Regions from separate parts of the Sus scrofa genome. Here region 2 is linked to region 1. The links are chromatin contacts, called in public targeted proximity ligation maps. All regions are on one chromosome and are shown on one strand. The core of a region is the stretch at or near the end of the contact, and the rest is flanking DNA. Distances in the headings are between cores, read along the strand shown. Region 1 overlaps LOC102158034 (a long non-coding RNA gene). Region 2 has its middle 360 kb from the start of MYC.

The links.
Region 2: a contact with region 1 is called in a targeted proximity ligation map of alveolar macrophages, with 8 times the contacts expected there. A contact is called at or near these places in 2 of 2 datasets of targeted methods (alveolar macrophages and skeletal muscle).

Annotation. Positions count from the first base shown.
Region 1 is chr4:11,135,357-11,138,056 of Sscrofa11.1, forward strand. The region is part of intron 2 of LOC102158034 (a long non-coding RNA gene); the gene reads left to right. Among named protein-coding and RNA genes, the nearest start is that of FAM49B, 660 kb to the left of the region's middle.
Region 2 is chr4:12,098,770-12,101,469 of Sscrofa11.1, forward strand. No RefSeq gene overlaps it. Among named protein-coding and RNA genes, the nearest start is that of MYC, 360 kb to the right of the region's middle.

The DNA.
Region 1 (2,700 bases), core at 30-2,529:
TAGGAAGATTCCTTTTTCTCCATACATCAGAGAGTTTTTCTCTTTTTTTTTTTTAATTTAATTTTAATTTTTTTGGCTGTGCCCCGCTGTGGCAATGCTGGATCTTTTTTTTTTTGTTTTGTTTTGTTTTTTTTAGGGCAGCACCCATGGCATATGGAAGTTCCCAGGCTAGGAGTTGAATTGGAGCTGTAGCTTCAGGTCTACACCACAGCCATAGCAATGCAGGATCCAAACCATGTCTTGGACCTACACCACAGCTCACAGCAGTGCCGGATCCTTAACCCACTGAGTGAGGCCTGGGATCGAACCCAAATCCTCATGGATCCTAGTCAGGTTTGTTAACTGCTGAGCTACAAAGGGAACTCTCAATGCTGGATCTTTAATCCAGGAACTTTAATCCAGAAAACCTAACTCTGGTTTTCTCAAAGTCACATCATTAGCAAGTGTTTGGACATTATACATTAAATACTATAGTTTTAGGGTTTTCCCATTTTCTCTCTGCAACACATGGTATGGAGACTGTACCTCTTTATCATAGCAGAGTTTACTCATATTTATTACAATTAACTACCTAAATGAAAAATAACTCTAATCGAGTTGTTTCTCATAACAAGCCACAATATATCATGTTTTATTTCCTTATAGAAGGGTGACCTTCAAATGGTGCAAGTGACTAAATAGGTAAACAGATTTAAGCTATTATAAGGACAGTAAAGATAGCCGGAATGTTCCATGACACAGACCCTGTAACAACTCTCTTCATCAAGAATGTTCTGCATTCACAAGCTTATTGTCCTCTATTTCTGAGCATGAGTGTTTAAAAATAGATCCTCATTAAGTCTGTAAAGACTCGCCCTTCAAGTATTAAGGTCTCAGATGTTCTTGGCACATACTGTTCTCGTGACGTAGACAAGAGTTGGGTGTGCCAGGCAGGTCAGCCAGTGGACCGTTCTGGCAGGCTGGTTGCCCTTGTTGGGTGAAATGAGAGAAGAAGATTGGTGTCAGAAGCCTGCAGATAGGATTTATAATCTCAGGGAAATTGCTGTGCCTGCTGAAGCCCTCAGAAGAGGAGCCCGTGCTGAGAGAGGTCACTTTCACTTCTCGTGTCTCATTTGCCCTGGGTAATTTTGGAGACGCATATTGCTATCTTGATTTTAAAGACAAGGAAACCGAAAGCCAATGACGTTACAGAGCTTGGTCAATCTTGCAGAGATATCAGTGGCAGCCTTAGCTATTGAACCCAAGTCTGTCGAAAACTGCAGACGGTGTTCTGAATGGCTCCATGGCCTCCCCCACTGCCTCCTGAATGCTATGACCTCAGCAGTGTCCTGGGTCCCAACACTCTGAGCAACAACTGGATCACTATCCAGATAAGAGTACATCTTTTTTTTTTTTTTTTTTTTTTCTCCCATTTTTGGCTGCCCCACAGCATACGGAGTTCCCAGGCCAGGGACTGGATCAGAGCTGCAGTTGCAGTTGTGACCTAAAGTTGCAGCAACGCTGGAGGATCTTTTTCTTTTTCTTTCTTTCTTTCTTTCTTTCTTTCTTTTTTTTTTTTTTTTTTTAGGGCCGCACCCGTGGCATATGGAGGTTCCCAGGCTAGGGGTTGAATCGGAGCTGCAGCTGCCCGCATACACCACAGCCACAGCAATGCTGGATCCAAGCCGTGTCTGTCACCTACACCACAGCTCACAACAATGCTGGAGCCTTAACCCACTGAGCGAGGCGAGGGATCAAACTAGCATCCTGGTGCCCAATCCCATTGCAACACAGTAGAACCTCCCAGAAGCACATCATTTATCTTGCTATCTCAAGCTATCTTGTCTTCAAAGGAAATAGCCTTGAAAAAGCGGGAAACAGACAAAGTTCCGTCTCTGCCTCTAACCACATGTAGCCTTGGGAGAGAAAGTCAGTCCCTCTCTCGGAACTTTGATCCTTTCATCTTCTGACGTGGATCTGCTAGTCTTTCCCTGCTAATGTCACGAGGTTATTGTGAGGACTAAAGAGAGTCTCAGATGCGGAGGGAAGGTCAAAACAGGGGCTGTCCTTGATTCATTCAGATCCATGACTCGACACTGACTCAGACACATCTGGGGGTTGGCGGTGATGACCACTTCTCCAATCCCCGCTCGGTGCTTTGTTTCCTCCTGTGATCCCATTTCCTGCCCCGTGGCCACCACATGGCAAGTGCTTCAGCTCTACTCCCTGTTGCAGTGTGAGAGGGCAGACAGCCAACTAGCAGTGTTGGACGCTGACAGACTAATTCTAGGTCATTAACAATCGACAATCCAAACGTCACAAGTGCTTTTGCCTTGAAATTCTTCTTATAAAACGGGGGCTCGTGATCTGGAGTCCCATTCATGTATGGGCTCAGAGAGCTTGTGAAGCACCTGAAATTGCATGAAAAATTGTCTATGTCCCTATGTGACTTTTTCTGGGTAGGGGCGTGAGTTTCTGTCAGAGTCTTAAAAGATCCACTATAAACCTTTGTTCTCGGAGATGCAGTTTCACCACCATGTGACAGCCACCTAAATGGACCCTCCATCTCCTCCAGCGGTTGCTACTGTCTCCAGACCAATATCCAGCGTATCACTGAGTCCTGATGTCTGATGTCACCTAAAGCCGAATTTCCTCCAGGTCCCCTTTTGTGGTTGAGACTTTCATCATCCATTCTCAGGAGTACTGGAATCTTTGAAAGGG
Region 2 (2,700 bases), core at 107-2,606, 960 kb after region 1:
CTCAGGCTAGGGGTCTAATCAGAGCTATTGCCACCGGCCTACGCCACAGCCACAGCAGCACAGGATCTGATCCATGTCTGCCACCTACACCACAGCTCACGGCAATGCCAGATCCTTAACCCACTGATTGAGGCCAAGGGTCAAACCCGCAACCTCATGGTTCCTAGTTGGATTCATTAACCATTGAGCCACGACGGGAACTCCAACACATAGGATTTGTTATTCCCATGTCATAGTTGAGCATCCCAAGGCCATATGAATATTAAGAGGCAGACCAAGAATATGAACCCAGATCCCTCTGACTTAAAGCCTAAATCCTCTGCAACATCCCAGGTCTACTCAACTCCCATGGACTCATAGATATCGATAAAAAAAAATCCCCAGATACAACATAAGATACCCATGCTGTGGCTCCTCTGTGGGCACAGCCCGAGGAGAGCACAGTGGTTATGGATACAGGCTTCCGACTTTGCCAGATCTGGCCTCACGGCCTTGCTCTACCACTCAGTAATTCTCACATGTTAGAATAGAAAGTTGATATAAATGCACACACTCACACACACAGAGACACTCATCGCCGATTCAGTGCTGAAAGGCATCCAATGCAGCATCCTTACTTTGCAGTTGAGAACGCCAGTGCTGGGTGGAGGGGAGAGCACAGGGGTTTCCTGCCTGGGGTCCCACAGGGAGAGAGCACCGGGGACATCAGACATCCCCCCCCATCCCAAGTCTGATGCTCTCTCCAGAGTCCCATCCCAGCCTGCCTCCCTCTAGAAACACATTCAAGTTTTCAAATGGTGACTCCCCAGATCAAAGGAAATGGCCCCCTCAGATAAAGCAGATTCTCACAGAGGAAAAATGTCCATTCCATGCTGAGATTTTTCCTCTATCTGCTCATTTGCGGGGGTCATGAGAAGGTCAGGGGAAAGCTCTTATGACGTGGCTCCTGGGTCTCCACACCCAAGAATGCAGGAAGATTTCAATAAATCAGACGGCGGGCAGGAATTCAGACAGGCTCCCCCACATGTTCTGTGCCTTTATTCCCCCCGGGTGGATACCATCAGCTGTCTTGTTGCTAAGAGACCCGAGTGGGTGGGAAAGGCCAATTGTCTTATTTTTCAAACTTATCTACAAAACCGGTTTGTGCCTCTGCTCCGTCCAGGGGTTCGGCTTTCTTAAGAACAGGATATTACCACCAGGCAGATGGAGTGAGTGAGAGTACATTTTGTCGAGAAACGGACTGAGCTTTTCCTGGACATTCAATGTCACCCAGCAGAGTCCTGGGAGCTGCCAATTACGGGTCTGATGCAATGTTTGGGAAAGAGCCGCAGAGTACACATGACTCAACAAAATATTCTGATTTACATTCCTATCTCCCAGGCAGTTGCACTTTTATCAGCACCAACAAGGGCTATGGGGTCAGTAGGCGTGCTGGGCTGAGTTCGTCATCAGAGAATTAAAAGGAATTAAAAAAAAACAAGAAGAGGTTGTGGGGAGGTGAGAATCTGAATCACTCCGGGACTTTCCTTTTCGGTTGCATTCCAATCGGACAGACCCAAACCTGGCAGAGCCCTTCTATTGCTCAATGTCAAAAACATTCCCCTGGAATGTGGGCCATGTGAACTTGGACACCCCCTGCAGTTTCCCTCTGTGGCCCAGCAGGCTGCATCCACCATAAGCGGGGCCCTCAGGAGAGTCCGGGGCATGTTTCATATAAAAAAGGCAGGGGCTCCAAAGGTGAGCTTTCACCAGCCCTCTCCCACCAAGGCCTCTGTGCAGACTCGCGCTGCACTCTGATGAGCCCAGCAGAGATGGAAAATGAGCTCTTGGGAACAGGTCGGTGGGTTTTGTTTTGTTTTGTTTTTCTTGCCTTAGTAGAAAGCAAGAATGTGAATTCACTTCCTCCTTGTCTGGGTTTGTACTTGGCTTATGAGCTCATTCCGCCCACCTTGACCCCCCAGCAAAACCCGGCTATAACCTCTTATTTCTGAAGAACTCTAAGAGCCACGTCTAAGGACATCTAATTCCCCGTTCTGCCCCCTGCCCACATAGACCCCTCCCTCCTTGGCTTGAAGAGTCAAGATAGCAATCTTTGTCACACGAGTGTAACTGAGAGCATAACTCAGCCCCAAAAGCCCATTTCGATCTTGCAGCATGTTTCAGAGCCGAGTGCTCCAGCCAGCAAAGAACTCATAGTTGGCAGAGCCTTCTGAGTAACTGTGTACAGACCACATCCTCCTCCTGTCCACTTCTAAAACCCATCCAGAAAAAAGGAAGGCCTCTGGAGTTCCCTTCGTGGCACAGTGGTTAACAAATCTGACTAGAAACCATGAGGTTGCAGGTTCGATCCCCGGCCTTGCTCAATAGGTTACGGGTCTGGCGTTGCCGTGAGCTGTGGTGTAGGTCACAGACGCGGCTCGGATCCCTCATTGTTGTGGCTCTGGGTAGGCCGGCAGCTGTAGCTCCGATTAGACCCCTAGCCTGGGAACCTCCACATGCCACGGGAGCAGCCCTAGAAAAGGCAAAAAGACAAAAAAAAAAAAAAAAAAAAAAGGAAGGCCTCACAAGCCATGTGCCATCAGCTACAGAGAAGAATGGCGTTGCGTGCATCCTGCTGTGTGTAAGAGTCAGGGATACGCAGGTTCTAGAAAATAAAATTACCTAACTTAAATTGAATGCTGACTGTGAAGAGGCAGACGG